Linked DNA regions of Mus musculus: region 2 is linked to region 1. A link is a contact called in public HiChIP or PLAC-seq data. All regions are on one chromosome and are shown on one strand. The core of a region is the stretch at or near the end of the contact, and the rest is flanking DNA. Distances in the headings are between cores, read along the strand shown. Region 1 has its middle 20 kb from the start of Mbnl1. Region 2 overlaps Mbnl1 (muscleblind like splicing factor 1).

What was found. HiChIP or PLAC-seq counts read pairs in DNA pulled down with a chosen protein or histone mark.
Region 2: an H3K27ac HiChIP or PLAC-seq map of microglia shows a contact between it and region 1, with 7 times the contacts expected there. The contact joins two enhancer-like sites. A contact is called at or near these places in 1 of 39 promoter capture datasets (the HPC-7 cell line), 3 of 484 Hi-C or Micro-C datasets (the HL-1 cell line, nephron progenitors and spermatogonial stem cells), 3 of 115 datasets of contacts at active chromatin or transcription factors (effector CD8 T cells, microglia and regulatory T cells) and 2 of 9 other capture datasets (adipose tissue and liver).

The regions. Positions count from the first base shown.
Region 1 is chr3:60,478,622-60,484,162 of GRCm38.p6, forward strand. It overlaps a transcript of Mbnl1 not described here. Among named protein-coding and RNA genes, the nearest start is that of Mbnl1, 20 kb to the right of the region's middle. Within about 2 kb of position 3,295, at least 97 of the 459 cell types and tissues checked have an H3K27ac peak or open chromatin away from gene starts, as enhancers often do. A contact at or near this core is called in adipose tissue and microglia, where this site is marked.
Region 2 is chr3:60,568,572-60,574,112 of GRCm38.p6, forward strand. All of the region lies in intron 2 of Mbnl1 (muscleblind like splicing factor 1), which reads left to right. Among named protein-coding and RNA genes, the nearest start is that of Mbnl1, 70 kb to the left of the region's middle. Within about 2 kb of position 2,035, at least 121 of the 459 cell types and tissues checked have an H3K27ac peak or open chromatin away from gene starts, as enhancers often do. A contact at or near this core is called in adipose tissue and microglia, where this site is marked.

The DNA.
Region 1 (5,541 bases), core at 2,045-4,544:
GGACATAATACTGATATTCTTGTCTAATGTAATCTTTATTGTGAAGTTTAACAAGTGTTTATCTTGCAAAAACAACATCTTTCAACTGTGATACTTCCTTTATGCACACATGTTGTTTCCAAGCTATTACAGGCTAAAGAATCTTTTCTTCCACACTGGTTTATTTATGACTTTATGTTGCTGGGCTCAGGGAATTTCTAGCTTTTCTTTCATGACTTGTAATTGATTGTTGCCATAATTATTTGTTGTCAAATTGTACATATTTGACCATCAGAGTCTCATTTATTTTGTTTTTTTATGTCTTTATGGTATTGACCAACCATATTAGTGATCTTTTTCTTATTTTTGCGTGAAAAGATATACTAAGCTGTCACAACATCCATTCCATTGTATCTCAAGAATTTTTGCAATGTCTTTGGTTGGTGGAGCTAAAAATGTGGTCCCTTCACTCATATTTTTTTCGTGAACCTTTCACCAGAATATAGTGATTTATATGCCCATGCACAACCACAAACATGTAAGTACATATGTTTATATCAACATACATGTGTGAAAACATCTATATCCATGCATATATTTCTATACTTTCTGGGTATTCTGAACTCATTCTGATTATCTTTAGGTAAAACCATCTTCATAGACATTTTTTCTTGCTCTCCCCTTTCCACATTTGATTCTTCTCCCATGTTGAGATCCCTGTAGCCTGACAGCTTTAACGTGCTTGATACTGACTCAGTTCCATACAGTACAGCTACAATAGCATCAGAATTTCTCCCGAGAGCCCAGGGATTCTGTGCAATTGTTTGTCCTCCTCCCAAATATCACCAAATAATTGTTTGCAAATGACTTGGCTTGTTGTTTCCTTCCTTCTGTTCCTTCCCAAGCAGTATGGGTATGCTATTAATTACGTTTGCCTCAGTTCCTCTCTAGGTTTAAAATTTTTAACAATTGTATTCTTCTTGGTTTAATTTTATTTTGGGCTTCATTACTTTGTTTTCAAACTGTACAGAAATCCTCACCACAGCCAGTTCTACTACTAAACCTGACTTAAATGTTGTGGATATAAGTCAGAGACACCTGCTTGATTTATATGTTGAACTTCATAATTCATTTCAAGTTAAATACATTTACATTTTATCTTAGCTAAAATTATTATTTTGATGTTACAAAGAATGGAAACTCCAGTATGTAAACTGAATATTTGTAGCCATATTTTAAGGATTTCTCATTCCACAGCTTTTTTTTCTTTTTTTTTTTTAGTTGAATGTGCACATGGAATCATATTTACAGAAAAAACATTCTGTAAGGAAGAAAAATAGAAACCATGAATCTGTACATTCTATACACAGTGAAAAATCTGTTATCTTATATGTAATACTAGAACATCCCTTTAATAAGACTTCATTATAGTCTACTCACACAAATTTGCAGCTACAAACATACTCCAATGCTTGTGTTAGGAACACAAAATACATTTTTCAGTTTCTGTCCATTCACTAACTGAAGTCTGAAGTAAATGCCTTGCTTCTTCTCTTCAAAAATCTAGCCTTGACCTTTCTAGTTTCCCAAGCTCAGATGGTTTTGTTTTTGTTTTTGTTTTTTGCATGTGTTCATTTCTCTTTCTTTAATTTTCTATTAATTTGAAATAACATGAAAACTATATTTCCTGAACTGTCTACCAATGTCTGGATTCATGTGTCGGAATGACTACTAACTGTTGTAGTCAGATGTTAACAGAAGTCAAAATTCCAACATCCTCCTAGACCCAACCTTTCCCTTTCCACAACTCTTTCTGCTTCATCTACTATAGTGATCACTAATCAGCACCCTTTTCCCAGTTCCTCAGTTGATGGATGCCCTTACCCTTAGCTGTTTTCCACCTATCAGCAAGAATATGAACTCGGTCCAAAGCAAGTGTGGAAAGGTTCTTCTTCCACACCCTCTGCAAAGCATACCACGCTGTGGTCTTTGCTCTTGCAGCCTTCTAAGAAACTCTTCTCACTCTTGTGTGCCTGCCAGAATAGCCTGATCATTTGCAGATTACACCATATTGCTCTCTTCTCAGAAATTCTCTAAATGTTTTCCATTTTAATTAGGAAGAGATCCAATATCCTAGATGTGGCTGTGCCTTGATCTCTACATGCATGTCTTTTCTCAAACTTACTCTCCCTATCTCCTGGCCCTAGTCTTCATTTTTGCTACAGCATATTCCAAGCTCATTACTGACCCAGGTTTTCTCTCTTTTCCCCTCATACTCATTTCTCTTTCTCTAGCATACTCTTCCCGTACACTGTGACACAATAGTTTATTCATATCTCAACTCAACATGTCCCTAGGCCTTGTCTCTCCTCATTACTATCTACATATTTAATTGCAGTAGACTGCCTAGGAGCTTTCTACCACTTCTTTCTGTTTTCATTTTTTGATGTTTCCTTGAGACTGGGTCACAATATGAAGCTCAGACTGGCATACAACTGATGCTGCGCCTACCTCAGCCTCCCAACTGCCGGAAATACAGTTGCAGTGTGTGCATGCCACTGGAATCTCCTTTCCATTCCTCCCTCCATCTCCCCCTCCCTTCTTCCATGCCTCCCTCTGTCTCTCCCTCACTTCTTTGCTTCCTTCCTCTTTACTATTCTTAATAGCACATATTATTTTTGCTTTTTGCTTTTTATTTTCTTTTTCTTTTTTTATAATGAATTATTTTTCCATTTTTATTAGGTATTTAGCTCATTTACATTTCCAATGCTATACCAAAAGACCCCCATACCCATCCACCCCCACTCCCCTACCCACCCACTCCCCCTTTTTGGCCCTGGCGTTCCCCTGTACTGGGGCATATAAAGTTTATTTTGTTTTTCAAACAGAGTCTCGTTTAGGACTGTCAGACTGAAACTCACTTATGTAGACCAGGCTGGGTTCAAATTCAGAGATCCACTTGCCTCAACGTCTTAAGTGCTGAGACTAAAGAATGGACCACCATGGCTGATTTTGACCTATTTTTAAAATTCTGCTCTTTCCTGTATGTTCTTCTTAACAGACTCCAAGTTCCTTGGTTGTTTATGCTGTGCCTTTTGTTTTTAGTACATTGGCCAGTACATAATTCATGCTCAATAAGTAAATGATGGCCAAAGTCAAACATTTAACCAATTCTGAACTGCATATACAAATCAAAGACACAAAATAAAACTAGCTGGGTCTCATGGCTGCCTGAGAGAAGCCTTGGCTGTACCCCATGCAGTTGTCAGGTGGAGAAACTGTTCTTGTTGAGTCAAAGGAACTGAAACCAAACTGTGGTCCCAGAAGACAGTAAGTAGACCAAGATCTTCTTTTCTTCTCCCCTCCCTCTCTCTGTCATCCTGTGTTGGCTCTTTTCCACTAAGCTAAAAACAGACAAGTTCAAAAATGTCTGCCACTAGCATTTCAGAATCCTGAAGTGGGGGGAATACTTTGTGTTGTTTTTCCGCTGTCTTCAATTCATTCCTCCACCCTACCACCAAGAAATTCATGGGACACTCTTCTTTGACAGTTAGAGGTCATGGCTGTCCTTAAGTCTATCTCTGTCAGAACACTTTCCTAACTAAGCATGCTGTTTTGCAATACTTCCTGGACTAGTTTTGATCTTGAGGTTGGCTACCGAGCTACTCTAGGGAAACTGACTGGATGGTGTATTCAGAATATAAAATAGAAAGATATAAACACATGCCTTGGCTCTTAAGACTACCACCCTCAAAATGCTGACTAGATTATGGTGATGTACTGAACTTTTTTTGTGTGCCGTTATTTTTCAGGTGCTTTAATAGCCTCAATAATTCCGTAAAACCAGAGCTATTCAGATTTTTTATAAATAAGAAAAACATACAAACTCAGAGAGAGGATAGGTGGATAAAGTCACAAAATGTGATCATGATGTGTTTATCTCCAAGTTGCATCTACCTGTACTACTTAGTTTTTGATAAGGAAAGCAGGCCAACTTATGGCTTGGATGCAGGCAAGGATGCTCATGTTCATGGTGCAGCTCTGACTTAGAAAAAACTCAAATAGGTGAGCACTGTGCACAGACTGCAGCAATGACACACTGAAGGCTCTCTGGAGAATGACACTCTATATAATATAATTACATTATAATCACAAGGACAATTCCTGGCATCATTTAATGATATGCAGAAAAGTTTGCATCTAGATAAGGTGATCGGTTAAGACAAGATCAGGAAATTTCAAAGAATAGTCAACGAAGTGAGAAGCAACTCCAAAATTCCATGATTTAGATATGGAGCCATGTGGAGCCATTTTCACACACTGTATTCTCCTACCCAGAAAGTTGTGATGTGACACTAAATGCTGTATGAGAAGACTTTAAATCTAGTGAGAAGCTTTAATTACCATTTTTGAAATGAGTATCTCCGTGTTCTTGTGTATTAAAGCCTGTGGCTTGGGCATGGTTCTAAAGCCAGAGAGGCAGTGATAACTTAGACCAAGTTTTCACCCTCGAGGTGCCCACAGTCTAAATGGAAGAAGCAATGGATAAAATGGTAAGTAAAGCCCTTTCTGGAAGTTTCTTATGATGGTAACTATGCCCAGGCCATTGAGCAGTTATATAATGGAGACAAAGAATAAGGGCTTTTCTTTTGTGTGGTTTCTCAAGATTGCTTCTTTAGAGGGATGATATTCAAGGCAATGAGAAGGTCAAAGAAGGGTCATTGCTAGGCTCAGGGCAGGACTGAACTGAATTTGACATATCAGAATGAGGAATGTGGTTTATGTCTCAGTGTGTCATGGGAAAGAAGGGTCTTGAACTGATATTCAGAAATGGTTGAGTCATATAGATTGGAGGCCAAGAGACAAAGTTGTTCAGTGTGAGAAACCATTGGCAATGATATGCACATGTGTGAATTGGGGGCAGAAATGCACAGAGAGATCCATTATCTCTGATTAACACAGGGCAGAGAATACTGCTGTGTGAAAAGCAGAGGTAATTACTGCCCAGGTCAGAAGTTTCCTTGGAGATAAATTATTATATTAGATGAATTGCAGACAAGACAGGTTTACCTTCAGAGGTTAACTACATATTTTTGCCCTTTCATTTCTGTAATAGGTCAAGTTTGATAAAAAGTGTAAAGGGTTCAAAAATTATTTAAATTTATTAGATTAAGATTTTTGAGAAGAAACCTTTAAAGGGGTAATTGAGTATATTGCCCTAGCCATTTGAACATATGGATACAGGTATCCAGTGACAGCCATCATGATCCTTAATTTCTGTATGCAAATAAAGTAGAAAAGGCTATTTTCCAGCCTGCAGAAACAAATTCTCTGATGTGCCCTCATTTGCTCCTTCCAGAGCATCAGTGACTATTGAACCCTAGAAGTACCAGCGCACCTTTTTCATAAGTAGTTATTATAAATTTCCTCTGATTGTTAAAATTATTCCAAGAGAGTAAACAATCTAAATGGTTGTCTTTACGTCATCATTAGTTGGAGCGAACTTCTAAGGACCATGGGTTCAGAGATGTGAACTGCTGAGGAACTATTGAATACATTATT
Region 2 (5,541 bases), core at 785-3,284, 89 kb after region 1:
GTAATAGACCACTGTTGGGAAGGAATAGTTTGCCAAATATTAGATTATTTTATGTGGTAAAGAGAATAAATTGATACAGTATTCATAATTCAGAGATGGAATTAAAGATGTATTATATGCTTACTCAAGATGACCAAAGCTGTAATTCCAAAGTAAAAGTGCGTTAGACACTGTTTATATGTGGTCTGCTAAGTGATTTGATTAACTTAGGGAAAATGTTGATTTTTCCAGGGAAAAGAAAACTTATGTTTCCATTCTAAAAATGGGTTTCCAAGTTAAAAAAAAAAAGTAATGTTAAAATTAAGACTCGGTGAATATTGCAAATGACCATAAAACAGTGTGGACAGCTTTTCCTGTCTTTGGACTCAGGACTGTTCTATGCTTTCTTCTTTTGGTTCAGCAGTAGCCTGTTGAAGCTCATGCTAAGTGCTGAGTCATTGCTAGTGTAAATGTTGTCACTTTGTCCTTCACACATAGACTTTGTCAGGATGAACATCTCCTTTATCTTTTTTATTTAGAAACATTTCATTTAAAATAACTATAAATTATAATTAAAAGTTAATACCCGAAGACCATACACACTCTCATTTCTATTTTGAATTGCTGTTTGGCGTTGCAGGTTGTGTTTTTAAAATTGCAATGAAAGACCTCACTTTGTGAGATGATTTGGATGGCAAAGGGAATTTTTTCATTTACATCTTTTTTTTTTTTTCTTTTCAATAATGGTCACTGGCAGTGGTCCAATGCAGACAAAATGCCTGGAGCCTCCTCAGCAGAGCCGTCAACACCCTTCCTGCAGTCAGTGTCAGCCTCCAGCATCTCTGCAGTCGTTCATCAGCACTGTGGCAAATCACTGCTGTAGCTCCATCCCATGGCGTGTCTGACATGTCCTGGCATTTTCTTTCTGTGCCAGACAACCCAAACTTAGGGTATCAAGATGGAACTGAAGGAAGTAGACTGGAAAATGGGCACATTGTGATTCTCAGGGAAGTGAAATGGATTCGTAACTCATGAATAAAATAGGGAAATTTTACTAACCACGTAAAAGTTTTCAGTGTGGACCTGAGCATGCAAAAGCAGTTAGAGGAGAACTTAGCATGCTTATGCCTTTAACAGTGGATAGGGCCATACGCCTACCTCCTGCCCACAGCTCCCCTTTCAGAATAGGGACTGGGATGTCAGAGCAACTGTTTTGTCTGTGAACCAAGACAAGTGGCATCCATTGTGAGATAAAAAATAAGAGTACTTCTAAGATGAAGACATGTGCATTGCAAGGTGGTGGAGTTCTGAAGCCTCCTTTAAGAACTGCTCTTGATACTCTGTGGTATTATGTCTTCCTTGTATAAAGCATTGACACTAAAAGACTCCTCTTGTCAACCAGTGTATAATATCTGCACAATAGAGTGCAGAGGGCTGACGTGAATTCCCTGAAATCATAATGTGCTGCAGTCAGTAGATCATCAGTCAGACCAGAAGAGCACCGCTGATTACCCACTGAATTATGCATACAAATATTTGCAACATCCTGAGTAATTAACTCATAAAAATAAACAATTACCATAATGGAGATTGAGTGAATTTCCATATATTTTCCACTCCTAAAAATACTATCCAGCTGGTTAATACTATTATATTTCTTAAAGAGAAATATTTAGATACAGTTTTTGCCACATGTATTTTCCATGGCTTTAGAAAAATCTCAGAATTTCAAACGTAAGGATTTCCTGAGGAAGATTAGTTTCTATTAAATTTTTCTGGTATATACAAAACTTAGGTATTTGACTCTGATATCTGAGAAAAATACTTCCACATTTTGTATTGAGATAAATTAAATTGTATTTTATCTCTATGGTGCTTATCTTTTGCCTAATACAGTGATATCATTCTGTATCTGTAGTTAAGCTGCTGTAAATGACCATTTTCGTTATAAGTGCTAATGATACTTTTTTTGGACACCTGATAGCTAACTCTGCTTCAGGAGCAAACGGAGATGTTTACACTGGACTCACTTGCTGACTCATGGCTGCTGGAGCAGTTCCAATTGTGAGATAGTTACGTAGACAATCCTCTGTCCTATATTTGATCTCGCTTAAAGGGGAGCCAAACTCTTTGGAATATAAAAGGATGTTTTGTTATATAGTCCTGTGTTTTCAGGAATAAAAGCCCCTGTAAGGATCCAGAGGCTACAAGTCACAAGGCCACACCCACCTGCTGCTGGCAGATGGTCTGAGGGGTGCTCCTATATTGTCTTAGGGAACTCTGGTCCTTGTGCCTGGAGTTTGCACCCCATCTCTTTATATATCCCCTCTTCTCACTTCTTGTTTCCTCTTCCCCTTCTCTGTTTCTTCCTCTGTCCTTACAGTGTGATTCAAAGCAGGATTTGTGGTTGGTGATTCGCATGCATAGTTTCTGTTCTTTAAAATAAAACTCAAGTCCCCAGGAGTAGGGGTCATGAAGCCTTAGAAGTGAAGCTGTCCCAAGTCATTGAAACATCAACGTAGTTAGAAGCAATTAATAAAGAATATAACTGTTTTTCAAAAAGGTATTCATTATTTGTAGGATATTATACCTTATATATAAAATTGTGCTCTAGTATAATGTTCATTTCACTGGATTATTAGCCTGGCCTTTTGTGCTTATGTGCACCTTTGAGTCAGGGCCGATTTAAACTATCTACTCCTTGTTTTCTGTATGGGACACAGAGACTTGTACTAGGGATAACACAGAGAATTAGTATCTGGGACCCATGGAGTGGTGATAGAGTCCAGTTCAGCCCTGCCATGTCCACATAGCCATAGAGCATTGGCAATTTAGTTTGTTTTCAATTGAAGTCTGCCTTCCTTTTGGCTGTTATTTGTGGATAGAAATTATGCCCCCTGAGAACTGTGAAGTCTTCAGTGAGCTAATGTGTGTGCAGCATGAAAGCCATACTCAGCACGTTCTGTGATTGTAAATATATGTAGTAAGTATCTGTCCCAAATCAAGTTGTTGATAAATTGGAAACCTGTGTTGTAGCACACATCTTTGTATTTAGAGATCAAATGCATGACTCTAAATCCTTGGCATTTCCTCATTTAGATTTATCTAGCACTTGCACACCCTAAATGTTTCTGTGATCAGATCTGTCATATTAATCAGCTGGTTATTGCATAAAATGTACAGCTGTCAAAGATAGGCACAAAAGCAAATCACAAGAATATCTCATCTGTGTTTTTTCTATCAAAATGATGCTGTATTATATATGTTTTAGATAGATAGATAGATAGATAGATACTGTAGTATATATAGTGTATATAGTATATCAATATACTGTTCTTCCAATTCTAAGGCATCACTTTTTTTGATAGTTAAATTTATATTTGACTACAGCATACTACAACCTGTCTGCATTGCTAGTCCTATTCTGAATTCACTTACATGTTCAGTAGTATATACTTGACTTTTATGTAATAACTAGACAGTTACTTTTAAGATTCTTCAGTTGTATTTATGTCTTTGGTTTTTATTTGTTATTTTGTTTGCTTGTTTGTTTGTTTGCTATGGAAAATAATTTCTTTAAATCTTTCCCATGATTTTTTTATAACAATTCAAATAATATCAGGAAATTCTTCTTGACATGCTATGTTAAGCCATTACTAAGAGTTATAATACATGTACAACAGAGTGAACACTCTTAGCATCTACCTTTCTAATTGTAAAATGTTTATGCTACTTGTTTAACATGTAATGAATAATTTCAAATTAGGTTGAAAACAATGGAAATTAAGTATAAAAGCTTGTGATATAAAGTGATGCTGACATTCTGGATAGCATTTGATCATTCTGTGGAAGAATATAGAACAGTAACAATGGGAACTGAAGCAGCAGTTACTATAGTTAGCTCTCTGTTGCCAGAGCATCTATTCCTACAGGGTTTCAGCTAGGCAGTGAACATTTATACTGAGCAATTACTTATTGTAGCATGTGTCTTGCAATAGATGTTTCCTATGCAGACACAGCAACTTTTCTGAGTAGTTCCAAACTTAAAGCCATTTTAGCTTTTTTCAAATTGTTGTTTTGATTTTAGTTTATATTTTTTGGCAAGGTGTTGTTTGTTTTCCTGAAAGCTTTTCAAATTGCTTAGAATTACCATTATTAAATTTATTAGAACATGGATTTTCTAAATGGCATTTACATTTAATAATTACTGCAACTAGGCACTGAAGAATATTGACTCTGGTTGGGGAACCCTCCAGATAATCATTGATGAGCAAGTGTAAGCCCCTAAGAAGGGGCTGGGAGAGATTTGGTGCTTTGCCTCTTTGCTCCTCACCCAGGGCACTGGGAACTTGAATAAGTAAGATTTAAATACCTTTATGGATTATATCAAGTCTTTTTTCTGGGTGTTACCGTGTTTTCACATGATATGTTCTAGTTCAAGTTTCACACGTTTTTCTGTTTTAAATCTCCTCTTAGTTATTTTTATTCATGTGTATGGAACATTGTGTAAGTCTCAACTTACTATTTTTCCCCTGTAAAATACTGGTATGCCTTAATTTATCATTATGTAGAAATACTGGATAAATCAACTATTTGAGTGCACATTCCCAAGTAAATTTTGTATATGTGTTTGGCTCGGCTTCTAATAGCAAGTTCTTAGACTTTAATTTTAGAGGCTATACTGTAGTCAAAATTGAGGGTTGCTTGCATCACGTTAACTTCGCTTGTTTTTGAAAAATTCTAATGGCAATGTATGTATCTGTTCCAAAAACTAGAGTCTTTGAAGCCCATTTGTATTATATAAAGGGGAAGTCTGAATTCCAGCTACATCCCAATTTGTTTGTAAAAAGCTTGGGTTGAGAGCAGACCATGTGTCTTTGGAGCATTGCTGTTACCTGGGAAGGAGCAGGTCAGGGACCTCTCTGTTTCATGGGGATCCGTGCACTTAAGGTGGGGATTGTAAAGCCCAGGGTTTCTTTTCACAAGGTGGATGAAAACTTTTGTTATTTCTTGTCAAGAGGTTGTTGAATCAGTCTCTGTTCTTCTGACATCCTAATCTGCTTCAGTGCAGGAAGCAGGGTTTCTAGGGACTTCCGTGGTATGTTTGTTAATTGACCACTTTAAGTAACGAAGTAGTTAGTGTAACTTAGCCCTACCTTACTTTCTACAAGGAAAGTATATTTAGGCATGTTTAGTGAGCAGAAGTGATGATAACCAAGTCAGCAAGCCTGTGCACCAAGTCCTTCATCTTTCACCCTACTTGGCAATCAGGGCCTCCTTCCATTTTCTCTCTCTGATATCAGACAAATGGTGGGAGAGGAAAGGAAGCTAGCTTTCCACTCATCTGATCCATTGCTAAATTAAATATGTTCAAGAAGTTATAAAACCAAAGGAAACTTTTTCTTTGCCAAAATCCTAATAAACTATACAAAAACATATATTGTACATCCAGTAGTTGTTGCTTGTTTGATGTCAGGTCATGTAGCATCAAAGGGGACAAAAGCTAGAGAAAGCACATTGTGCTGGGTAGAATAATGAGAGATAAAATGGAGCTAGGGTTTC